Linked DNA regions of Sus scrofa: all the other regions are linked to region 1. The links are chromatin contacts, called in public HiChIP or PLAC-seq maps. All regions are on one chromosome and are shown on one strand. Each heading gives the region's core, a stretch centred on a gene start, on an enhancer-like site or on the middle of the called end of the contact. The rest is flanking DNA. Distances are from core to core; before and after follow the strand shown. Region 1 overlaps LOC106505851 (a long non-coding RNA gene). Region 2 overlaps RUNX1 (runt related transcription factor 1). Region 3 has its middle 450 kb from the start of SETD4.

Region 1 (4,171 bases), core at 732-3,231:
GATCTGAAGGAAGGTGGAGAAGTGGGCAGGGAGGAGGTCATTCAGAGCCTTGGAAGCTACAGGAAAGAGCTTAGGTTTTAGCCTAAGTACACTGGGAAGCCAGCAGAGGGTTGTAAGTGGGACTGTGAAATGAGCTCATTTATATTTGAGAAGCTGTCTTTCTGCCTCTAGGGTGTAGTGTGGATGGGAGGACAAGGGTGAGGAATAAAGAGATGGGTGGTGGGAACAAGAGTCTTGGGGAGGGAGAGGGGAAGGACAGATTTGAGATCTAGTCTTGACTTGGCATCAGCAGAACTCACTGGTGGGAGTTCCCATTGTGGCTCCACAGAAACAAATCTGACTAATATCATGAGGATGTAGGTTCTGTCCCTGGCCTTGCTCAGTGGGTTAAGGATCTGCCATTGCCCTGAGCTATGGTGTGGGTCACAGATGTGGCTCATATCTGGCATTGCCGTGGCTGTGGTGTTAGGGCAGCAGCTACAGCTCTGATTTGACCCCTAGTGTGGGAACCTCCATATGCCATGACTGCGGCCCTAAAATGACCAAAAAAAAAAAAAAAAAGAACTCACTGGTGACTGAGTGTGAGATAATGGCTCTTGAATGGATTGGCTGGATGGCCCATGACACCACTTTCTGAAATGTGGAAGACGAAGGAGAAATGGGACAGAGTGGGCAAGAAGCAATAGAACAACAGCAGAGAGTTTAATTTTGAGAGGTCTGTGCACCAGTGGAGGAGGAGTTGGATACAGTAGCCTGGAGCTCAGCTGAGAGCCGTCACCATTACAATGGTTTGTTCACCCTGGATGGATGCGCTCACTCGGGGGGCGGGGGGGCAGGGTGTGTGGAGAGAAGGACCAAGGAAAGGAGGACCACAAGCAGGAGGATGGGTGTGATCATCCCACTGTGACAACAGGAACCTGTGTCATCTAACAGGTACCAGGGCAGACCTCACAGTGCTTTCTCCAAAGGCCCTGGGATCTAGCCTCCAATATGAGACAGTCCCTCATTTCTCTGGGTGTAGCCCTACCATTCACATCCCTCTAAAAATGCCAGAGTGGATAAGCCATTTTTATAATAAAAGAAACCAACTTCTAAAAATTGCCTCATTCGATGCTTACTAAGGATCTGCAATAGTAACATGACCATCTGACAGGTGTGGAAACTTGGTTTGGGGTTAAGAAATGTAGCCTGTGTCAAACAGCTATTAAATGTCATGAGTAGAGCTTGATGTCAAGGTTCCTTCCAGAGCCTGGGCAACAAACCATAGAAAGAAGAGAATGAAGGCAGCATCTGGTTACAGTTTATGCCATCAGTTAAAGAGACTATCTCCCCAAAATGGGAATACAAAAATCACTCATGCATTGACATCGCTGGCAAAACAGAACATCAGCTTCTCAGGGTGTGCAGGTCAAGTTTGCTCCAGTTACAGGGGATCTGGTTAGTCCTGGGATTAGAAGGTCAGGGAAGGCTTTGAGCTTGGCGAGAAGCAAAGGCAAGGCCAGGTATAAAGATCCTGAGAGGAACACAGACCAACTGGCCCAACGACAAAGTTCAATGAACAACAGAGCCCCCACATCAGCCCTCTGCCGAGGTGTTTCTGTGGGTCACCCTGGGAAGCCATCTCTCCTGTGCTTCACTGCGAACAAAACTGGGACTTTTCCCAGAATCCGTCCCATGTCCTAGACAGATCATTTCATGTAAATCCACATGGTGAATAATTCATACTTCCTCCTGTGGCCTGTCCAGTAACAATGATCCAGTTCTTCTGTGATCATCATGAATATCTGAGTTAAAAGCTGTCTTATCAACACCCTATTCTAGGATGGTGCTGTCAGTGCGTGAGACCCAGAGTGGGAAAAAAAATCCAATGGGAAATTCCCTAAAAAGTGCTCTTTCTCAATGAGGGTCAGTGCTGTTCAGCGCACTGCATCACACACACACACACACTGTCACATTGTGATATTCTGTTTAGTAATTATGATAACATATTTGGTTCCTTTTCGTGAAGTATACCATCCGTTTTGATTCACCCTCATGCATCTGGACAGCAAGGTTTGTGGGTGGTTTTCTCTTCTGTGATGATATCTGTGACACTCAACTTACATGAACTTTTTTCGGCATATTTTGAATTCTAAGAAAATCAAAACAAAAAAAGTAGGTGCGTCAAGACTTCCTCTTTTTCCGGGACATGTCACCTCTTTCCTATGTCATCATTATTTCTCTTCCCCTTTCCTCCAGTACCCAATTATTCTTGTCTTCAAACTGCACTGCTCCTTTCCTGCCCAAACCCCTGTGTATTAGTTTCCTGAGGCCTTCAGTACAAAATACCACAAATCAGGTGGAGAACAACAGAAATGGATTCTTTCACACTCCCAGAGACCAAAAGTCCAAAACCAAGGTGTCATCGGGGCCGGGCTCAGCCCGAGACTCTGGGTGGAATCCTCGCTTGCCCCTTCCAGCTTCTGGTGCTGATGATACTCCTTGGGGTTCCTCGTCTTGCATCTTCGTCACCTCGTGCAGCTCACTGCTGCCTCTTTCATCAACGTGGAGTTTTCCTTGCACATCTGCATCCAAATATTCCTCTTCTTATAAGGACACCGGTCACATTTGGATGAAGGTCCACCCTAATAATTTTCATGTCAGCCTGAGGGCATCTGTGAAGACCCTAGGTCCAAATAAGGTCACAGTCACAAGTACCAGGTATTAGGACTGTCACACATCTTAAGGGACACAGTTCAGCTCTTCAACCTACAACACCCTGTGTCACTTATGGTTAGTTGTGGTATGAGGTCAAATACTCCCCCAAATATGCCTTAAATTTCTTAATAGTATATGTATTGAAAGCTGTATAACTTAAATTCCCTCAAGGACAATTAACCACACAAATTACCTTTTCAAACTAAAATGTTAGTCCTTTGAGGAAACCTCTGTATTAACAAGCATCCTTACATGCATACACACACGGTTTTTCTCTGTCTTTTCTCACCCATTTATTTCTTTTTTAGGGGATTTAATCATGTTATAATACATGTTTTGAATTGTCATACATATGAATTCAAAAATCAGCCTTATTCTAGCTTTGCTCTTTTCCATTTAAAAATCAAAGAAAGAGACTAAAATGTCTGGCCAGTGAAATCAGCCACCTGTGGTGACCCCTTCTTATTTTCCCTTCTGGCCCTCCTTTCAGCCCTAGCAGTCTCAAGAGCAGGACGACTGTGTAGACTCAATATTCTGTTGGCAGAATGCTGTATCAGTTAAGAGTGTGGACTCTGGAAGGCAGAAGAAGAGATTAGAGTCAGGCTCTCACACACTCATGACATGTTTTGGGTTCCATAATTTAGCCACCATCAAGGGCTCGTTGTGATGATGAAGTGAGATGATACACCGAAAGTACTCAGCCCAGGCCTGGCTCCTAATAATTGCTCATTTAACATTTAACACTAGCTGGCTATATAAGCAGTATATATGTGATATGCTAAAATTAATCACTAGTGGCAACTTTTAAAATAATATACATAAGAGTTACAGAAGGAATTGTGTAATTATTTTTAAAATCTTTTCTGAAAACACCTGATTTAGATTTTTTTCCCCTACCTTTGGCCACACCCATGGAATGTGGAAAATCTTGGTCCAGGGGTCAAATCTGAGCCTTACCAGCACCCAGAGCTGCAGTGACAAGGCCAGATCCTTAACCTCATGAGCTACCAGGGAATTCTTGCTTTGACTTTTGAATAAGAAAAAAGTTTGGAAACTTGTATTTGAAGAGTTTCTGAAAATTAGCGAGTTTTAATTTACTTTGTTGTTTTTTTTTAAGTCCTCAAATATTATGGATCTTGATGTGGGTGAGATGCTCTGGACTATGACCCTTCTTAATAAGAGTTTCTAAAAAGCATCTAACTTTGATATTAATCTCAGTAGCAAGAGATAGACTTCTGCTCAGAAAGACTGTAGGATGTGGAGGCAAACAGACAAATTTGCATGTGACATTGAGCAATCACTGAACATTTCTGAGCCTCAGTTTCTTCATCTTGAAACTGGAATTTCAAGAGCTGAAAAGACTGCCACTCAAATGCTATGACTCAGAGTTTCAAAAAAAGAGAATGTTCCTTATTTTCCATAACTGATCTCATTCTGCGTTGGAGCTTCCCTATTCCCTTATGAAAGGGGAAGA
Region 2 (4,171 bases), core at 1,041-3,540, 380 kb after region 1:
ATAAATGCACGTCCTGGTCCGTCAAGTGCAGCAGACTTTGAGACTTAGGTTCTTTCCATGGTGCTTGGATAGGGGCTGTCACTCAAAGAGCAGACCAGTTTCATGCAAGGCCAGTGGTTTCTCAGCCTCTCACTTAAAACACACCTCTGGGCGTTCCCATTGTGGTGCAGCGTAACCAAATCCAACTAGTATCCATGAGGACATGGGTTCAATACCTGGCCTTGCTAGTGGATCAGGGATCCAGCATTGCTGTGAACTGTGGTGTAGGTCACAGATGTGGCTGGATCCTGAGTTGCTGTGGCTGTAGCATAGGCCAGCCGCTGTAGTTCCAATTCTTACTCCTAGCCTGAGACCTTCGATATGCCATGGGTGAGGCCCTAAAAAGCAAAAAAATAATTAATTAATTATTTAATTTTTAAAAATACACCTTCTCTCTATGACTAATGGAGCCAAAGAGAATATGGACAGATTCAGGGCCCTTCTAGGATCCACGCATTAGCCCTTTGACCTCTGTACTGAACCCACTAGATTAAGGGGTGGAAACCAGTATACTTGCCCTCAAGAGATGCTCAAATCATTGAGGATTCCCAGCAGGCCCCGAGGAACTAATGCAGTGAGACGGGCCTGCGGTTTCTGCTGCAGACCTGGCCCTAGATTTCCTCTTTGTTGTTTCTTCTGAGGGCTAGAAGAAAGAGATGGGCTCCCTCTAGAACTTAGGCCAGTAGCTGCCTTGCAGTTGATTTGAACTCATTATTTATACTGAAAGATTGCTAGAAAATTGACATATGGAGTATTTTTTTAATCTATATGCTATATTTCAAAATAAACCTGTTCCTAGGAATTGCTTCTTGAATGCGTATCATTCAACCACTTTCCAATTCTGTTTTAAAATCGTGACCTAATGAAAGTAAAACCTCTTATTCTAATCCATGTTGCCTCTATGAATTTCATAGGGAAAAAAAAATGTCTTGGAAAAGAAAGTGTCAAGACACTTTGGCAATATTCTTTGAGAGCTCAAAGAAACCAAAGCATATTGTACAGGCTGCCCCATCAGTGGCTGGTAAATGTTAAGTGGAAATGAACAATGTATGAGGTGGGTTTGTGGCTCATCCGTGGCTGTGAAAGTACATTAGTGGCAATGGCAGTGGTCCTTAGGCCTTTGCAATTTAGTTGTCTTCATTGTGTATGTGTGTCCTTATGACTCCAAGTCAATCAAGTGATGCTGTAATAGAATTCTGAACTTTGCTTCAGGACAGCTCGGAGGGAAACTATGACTCAAGAAAGATGCATTACTTAATGGCCTTCACTAATAGTAGGTTAAAAACAGAGCTCACATGAGCACAAGCAGAATAGTAGCAAAATTGCTCTTCAGAGTAAATTGTGTTTTGAGTGGTTGCCCTTGAACTGCACTGTCTAATACAGTAGCCACTGGCCATGCGTGACATTTGAGGACTGGAAACGTGGCTAGACTGAGTTGAGATGCACTGTGAATATAAAATACACACAGGAATTTGGAAACTTACTAAAAAAAAAGAAAAAGAAAGTAAAATATCTCATTAATAATTTTATATTGATTACATATTGAAATAAAAATATTTTGAATATACCGAGTTAAATAAAATATATTTTAATATATGATTAATTTCACACATTTTTTTTCCTTTTTTAATATGGCTACTAGAAAATTTTAAATTACATGTATAGCTCACATTACACTTCTAGAGGATGCTGCTGCTTTAGAATGAGAAAGAATGGTCACACCGTTTAAAGACAACTTGTCAAGAACTAGTGGAGAAATTTGATAATAGCATAGTGATATGAACGGTCTTGCAAGGTGGTTTAGCTTGCTGGCTCTGACTGGGCATGCCAGGGACAAACTGCACGGGTTCAGGTTGGGCCAATTGTTGAATCTCAGTTTCTCCATCTATCAAGTGAAGGGAGTAATTATGGACTGTTTGCTGCTAGAGGGTTAAATGGAATAATGCCTGTAAGGTCCTTAGTCTGAGGTCTGATGGCAGACGCACTGATAAAAGGGAGCTTCTATTGTCATGGTTGTCTTGGTCAACTTGGGCTGCTCTAAGAAAATACCATAGACTGAGTGGCTTACACAACAGAAATTTATTTCTCGTGGTTCTGGCAGCTGGAAGTCCATGGTCAGGATGCCAGCATGGTTGGGTACCAGTGAGAGCCCTCTTCTTGGCTTGTAGTTGGCTGTCATCTTGCTGTGTACTCATGCAACAAGGAGAAAGAGAGAGAAAAGAGAAAGGCTCCGGTCTCTCGGTCCAAGGGCACTCATCCCATCATAAGTACCCCACCCACATGACTCATCTAGACCCCATGACCTCCTACAGGCCCCAGCTCCTAATACCATCACATTAGCATTTAGGGCTTCAACATATGAGTTGGGCAGGAGGGGGGGAGGGGAGGGACACAAACATTCAGCCCATCACAATAGTTTGAAAAGTCCAGATAGCTTTCATGTCGATTTGAATTTGCAATGTGGTCTAGCACGTGCTAGATATAGTTTTTGCTGGATACTGAGCAGTTGGCTTTGCCAACACTGAGTGGGCTCTTTGGACCAGCAGCAGTGGCATCTTAGAAAGCTTGTGGGAAATGCAGGACCTCAGGCTCCACCCCAAATCTACTGAATCTGCACCTCACTGGATTCCAGGGCTTACAATACACACTGTTTATGCAGTGGTGTCTAGGGAATTCAAGAGGAGGGAGCCTCACTGGCAAGGTGTTCAAAATCCAGTGCTCTGTGTCTGTGTGCAGGTGCAGATGAGTCAAAAAAGAATGAGACAGTTATAGCGTTGGCTTGGGGGGGGGGCAATAAAAGATACCCTTGCTCTCCAGTGATCCAGAGCCAATCATGAGCTAGGCAAAGAAGCTGACCAGACAGAAATCAAAATAAAACAGCTATATCACTGATAAGATTTTTGGAGAACAGTGACTTCAGTGTGTGGCTTCCTGCCACTGAGCCCCACAAATAGAGAGATGTACTTATTAGCATGCAGGCCGTGTCCCCCTAGAACAGTAAGAGGAGGGAAGGGCATGCGTGCTGGGTTTCTAATGCTGCCAAACTAACAAATGACCCCAAACTCAGCTTACCCAACACCCATCCCACCATTTCTGTGTTTTTTGTTTTTCCACCAGCACCTATAATTCTGTTCTGAACTCCCCAAGCTGATTCCTGATGTCTGCCTCCAAAACCATCTGGTCTTGATGGTTTTGACTGCTACTTATAGCACCTGGGCCAGAAATGGGGGACCCCTCTCCCTCCATCCCCTCAGTGCCCCCTTTTCTGTCTCTGTTGTTTCACCTTAATGCTCAAAGTCTTTGCCTGGCCAGGCTGTAATTCTCCTGCTCCTTCTCTCCCACCTCCAATTTACCTATCCACCTCTGACAGATTTATTTTCCTAAAATATGTATTCACTATGGTATTTCCCAGATTCCAAGTTGCTCCTAGAACCCATTGCCCTCACGTTCAAGTTCAGATTTCTCCAGGTTGCGTAAGCTGCCTTTGACCTGTCTGTGTTCATGTCTGCCAGCGTCATGCCATTTGCAAGCTGCCACTCCCCAACCCATGAGCCAACCTTACTGGAACTGACAGGCTGGTCATAACTTCTTCCACACCTTTCTCATGCTGATCCTTCTGCCTGGAGAGCCCTAGCCCTACCTCCCACCCTTCCCCAAGCCCTTCCTCCCCCCGCTCCCAACCACCTGGGGTAAATCTACACAACCCCCAGGGGCAAATGAAATGTCACCTCCACCAGAAAAGTCCAGAGCCCACCAGGTGGTGCCAATCCCTGTGCCTTGTCTCCCTGGCTCCTAGACCCTGCACACGTGTCCCTTCACAGCCTGACACTCCATTGCTCCCATTTATGGGCCAAAGGGACCTTGACCTGCTCCTGAAACTTTGTAGATGGCCAGAAATAACCTCAAGATATGAATCATAAATTTTTGAGATTTTGTGGGATAAAGAATTTCAGGGCTGTTATCTGATGGAGAATTTGAGACAGAATATGTTGTAAAAGAGAAAGATGAGAGCAGAGTTTAATTTTTCAGAAGGCTAAAAAAGGACACCCATAAAAATACATCGTTGTGGTTCAAAAAGAAACACAGCTCATCATGTGTGTAGATGTGTGTGCGCCCGCGCAAGCTCGCGCGC
Region 3 (4,171 bases), core at 917-3,416, 280 kb before region 1:
TTCTTCAGTGGAAGAGAGTTGATCAAAGAGCTGCTTGGTGACAGACACTCCAACCTTGGGAAAGGAGGTTATACCACTCTGGATACTGTTCCAAGACCTGCAGCAACTGCCAAAAACAGTGAGGGAATTGAGGAATGCTGGCTATATTTCTGGACAGTCTGTATAGACAAAAGAGTGGCTGTGGTTGTCCTCCTTGACCCAGTACTAGCTCTGTATAACTTTAATACTGTCATCTCAGCTACCAGTTTCACAACCCTGGAAGTACCTGTCCCCATCTTACCTGAAATGAACTCCTATGTACCCCTCAAAGCCCAAGGCCCTTTGCAACAACTTGACTGAGTGTGTAGAGATGTGCCCATAGGCAGGAGACAGAATATGCTGCATTTCCATGATTAAGGCTCCTGTCATTTACCAAACATTGCTTGAGTATACATTTTCATTTACTGTGTTTTCTTATTTTCTGTATTCTTGATGTGTTGGCCTCTTGGGCTCACTGGCTGGTATGGAACTGCCCCTCTCAAGGCTGGCTAATCCCTAGAAATGGCAAACAATTTGCCCAGACGTGAACCTTTCACTTGCAAACCACCTGATCCAAAAGCCCATATCTCCCAACCACCTGCATTTTTTAGATCTGTATTTTTTATACTCTGGCTCAACATTACCTTTCCACAATCACTCCAGGTCCAGGTACCAGACAACTTGAGACAGTGTCTATAACCCAGAGCCCACTGAAATGATTTAAACTACCTAATCCTAAACCTGCTTAGCTTGATTATGTTATCTTGCCCATTCCTTCCCATGAAAAAACCATAATAAAATCTCTTTTCCCATGTTTTCCCCTCATGCTTCTTTCTCCAGGGTGACCCTGGTGCTTCCCTGTGTGGCCCTACATGACAGGGCATGCCCTCTCCTCTTGGAACTATGAGTAACAAACCATCTTTTCCACAGCAGTCATCTCCTGATTTGTTCCCTTATGGTAGCTAAATAATAACAAAACCTACACTTTGAAACAGTATTGTCTTCTGCACTGAGTAGAAGATAACATCTGTGTTAGGGAGAACACGAGGAAAAGGGACAACTTTTCTTGTACTTTATTAAAGAAATATATATTTAGGATTTGGGTAAGCATTCTCTGTTCTGATTTCCAGTAGAAATGTTAAAAAAAAAAAAAGAGAGAGAGAGGGAGAAGGACATAGTTTAAGAACTATTTATTTTGTCTATTTAGAGGGGAACAGTTGAAAGAATGATGAACCTGCGTATCCTGGAATACTACACACAGTTGGAGTCAGAGCTATAGGGATTGACTTGGAGGGATTTTCCTGATTTCTTATTGAGAGAAAAAAAAATGCAGAAAAGTGTTTGCGATAGGATCCTCTTTTTGTAGACATCAAACAATAGCAGAAGTGACCAACTGGATGCATATATGTCTGTATGTTTGTGTAGCATTATATGAGCATAAGGAAAAACATGGAAAGTTGCAAGATATATTGTTAGTATAAGTTAATCTGGGGCTGTGGGATGATGGGGGGGTGGAGGAAAAAAAGGGAAAGGAGAGAAGCCAAGGACAAAATTATGGGAGGATATTTCACTTAAAAAAATCCCATGTCTGAATAATCATGCTTAAACATTTATATCGTTATATGTATGCATGTGCATAAAGAAGTTTTAAAAATTTTGTGACTCAGCTGTTTAGCAGAATTGTATGCCATAACTAAGACATTTTAATATTATTTTTCTATGATTTAAATTCTATGATCTAAGTTTAAATGGGGGAGAAGAGATATTTGCCCCCTATACCCTTGCTGAGCTCAGGTGAACAGAATTGCTAGGTTTTGATCTCTTGCTGCCAGGCAGATGTGCACAGACTTAAATAACTACCACCCCATTTGTATCTCTGGGACAAGCAGGATGGGAATAAGCAGCTGCCTCTGCAGAAGGGAGCCTGATGCTCCAGATAGAAGCAATTCTGTCCCTCTGGCTACAGCCTGCCACAGACTCACCAGCTCACTGCCCTGCGGTCACTTGGGCCAGACAAAAGCAAGCTCTTTTCTCACAGTGCAGGGCCTCCTGCCCTGCAAACATAGCCCCTTCTGCTGGGTGTTACTAAGCGTTGAGTCTAAATATGGCACATGGCAGTTTGATGGAAATCATTTCCAGTAAAAGAGGATGTTTCCTCAGCAGTTTTCAAGCTGGCGCTGACTCAAGCATCCTCGAGGGAGCCCATTTAACTGGTCATTAGGGAGACAGCAAAAAGGCATTGAGGAATTCTGTAACAAAATGCGTATCCTGTGTGGAAGATCTCCTGGGACTCTCTGACCATTGGCTGCCTGTGCCTGCTGCAGAGATTTTATTGATGCTGTGGAAAAGTCTTTTGCTGTCGCTGGTCTGTTATTTGTGCCTGGTTTCAAAGATGCTGGTTTCAGCTTTGTGAGGAACAAGTCCACAGGCGAACCATGGCATGCAAACAGTAATTAAATGTCTCGAGTTGATGGACACTCCATCACTGCATCCTCAGAGGTGGAAAAGTGAATTGAGGCCTCAAAAGATAGATGAAAGTTTATACTGAGATTTTTTAGGCAAAATATTTACGCTGTGCTAAAGGCAACAAATACACTTTTTACAACTTTAAGTTTTGGAAAATCAGAGTATAAACAAACTGAGAATTTCTTCACATGGGCTGTGCAGTGCAAAATATAGTTTACTTGAGAGGTATTTGGGGTTGTCTGCTGTGGGAACAAGTGAAACTTGAGAGAGTAAGTAAAAATATCACAAGTAATCAAGTATAATGCTATAGACTTATAGATGCAGTGGCTGTTGGTGATAAGACCAATTACCTGCTTTTTAACAGGGAGTCTGGGATCACTTGATGTCCAGCCATGCTCCCCTGGCAGCTGTGGACAAGTAGGGGTTAACTTTTTTAAATGAAGCATGGATTCATCAAATCTTTAGAGCAGGAAGTCTATTCCATTAACGTTTTTTCCTGTTCCCAAGCATTCATTTCTTTCAACACTATTGATATAGATCTTTAGGGAAGCGTTTCAAATGATTTGCATGGCAAGAATGAAAAAATACATTTTAAAAATGGAAGATATGCTAAAAATGTATTTTTTTCAAAGGATCAGAAGAAAACCACAGTTACTTAACCAAGCAACCATATGACTAACCACAGCTGCATGGTTAGTGAATTTATGAATGTGTGGCGTCAAGAAATCTGTCTTGGACATAAAAGATGGATCAGAACCTTTTATTTATTTATTTTTTAAGTGTGGAAATGTCTTTCTAGGAGATAGGAATTTATGAAGTTTGGTAATGTGGGCCTATTTTTTTTTTTTTTAAAGAGAGATATTTGAAATAGTTCTCCTTAAAAACAGCACTATTTTTAGGTGCAACCAATTGCTCTTGGCAGTGACAGTGTTGATGTGCTCATCTTTGGACCCACTTTTCTTTTCACACTTTAGTTTTTGGAGTCTGCTGCTGTCTTAAAGGAGAGATGGGTCTTTATCCTTAGGCTAACTCTTGGTGCCTCTACTACAGAAGATCAAGGTCAGGGCCCCTTGTCATGAGTACTTCCTGTACATGGTCCCATAGCCCATGAAATGTAAGACCTATGAGAAGATTTACATAGAGGAAGGAAAGGCTGGTGAATCTACCCTGTTCAAAGGGAGTCCAGCTCTGGAGACCAAGTCCTCCAGCTAAGAGGGTGGCTTCAGTGAGGACTTTCCTGGGGTTCCCATAAATCCACCCTCCACAGCCATTTTTTGGGCCTGGGTTCAGGGAACCAGCTGCTCCGGTTCCCAGGGATGGTCCTGGGAGTGACAGTCTATGAAGCCTTATGAAGTGATTCCTCTGGGCAGGTGACTAGGCTGGCAGGAGACAGTCATGACCCGGGGACCAGACTGATTCCTTTGATTAGAGGTTGGAGGAAGCAGTGAAGAAGGAAATAGCAAGATTCTGCTCTTTTATGTTGGATCAAGGCTTGCCTTGATGATTGGCACATCTAAAATTGTGGTATAAATAGGGTAAGTGTAGTCTAGCATCTAACTTTTGAATTCCTGACTCAGATATCCTCTCTGAGTTGTGTTGTGAGTGTTTCCATTTGCATGGTGAAGGTAGTGATATCCAATCCTAGCGCCTGACAAGGAAAAAAAATAAACAAAAACAAAACAACAAC

Evidence for each region. HiChIP or PLAC-seq counts read pairs in DNA pulled down with a chosen protein or histone mark.
Region 2: an H3K27ac HiChIP or PLAC-seq map of alveolar macrophages shows a contact between it and region 1, with 10 times the contacts expected there. The contact joins two enhancer-like sites. A contact is called at or near these places in 2 of 47 Hi-C or Micro-C datasets (embryonic fibroblasts and heart right ventricle) and 1 of 2 datasets of contacts at active chromatin or transcription factors (alveolar macrophages).
Region 3: an H3K27ac HiChIP or PLAC-seq map of alveolar macrophages shows a contact between it and region 1. The contact joins two enhancer-like sites. A contact is called at or near these places in 1 of 47 Hi-C or Micro-C datasets (embryonic fibroblasts) and 1 of 2 datasets of contacts at active chromatin or transcription factors (alveolar macrophages).

Annotation. Positions count from the first base shown.
Region 1 is chr13:198,854,396-198,858,566 of Sscrofa11.1, reverse strand. The region is part of intron 1 of LOC106505851 (a long non-coding RNA gene); the gene reads right to left. Among named protein-coding and RNA genes, the nearest start is that of RUNX1, 220 kb to the right of the region's middle. Within about 2 kb of position 1,981, at least 4 of the 83 cell types and tissues checked have an H3K27ac peak or open chromatin away from gene starts, as enhancers often do. A contact at or near this core is called in alveolar macrophages, where this site is marked.
Region 2 is chr13:198,476,335-198,480,505 of Sscrofa11.1, reverse strand. All of the region lies in intron 1 of RUNX1 (runt related transcription factor 1), which reads left to right. Among named protein-coding and RNA genes, the nearest start is that of RUNX1, 160 kb to the left of the region's middle. Within about 2 kb of position 2,290, at least 1 of the 83 cell types and tissues checked has an H3K27ac peak or open chromatin away from gene starts, as enhancers often do. A contact at or near this core is called in alveolar macrophages, where this site is marked.
Region 3 is chr13:199,137,671-199,141,841 of Sscrofa11.1, reverse strand. No RefSeq gene overlaps it. Among named protein-coding and RNA genes, the nearest start is that of SETD4, 450 kb to the left of the region's middle. Within about 2 kb of position 2,166, at least 3 of the 83 cell types and tissues checked have an H3K27ac peak or open chromatin away from gene starts, as enhancers often do. A contact at or near this core is called in alveolar macrophages, where this site is marked.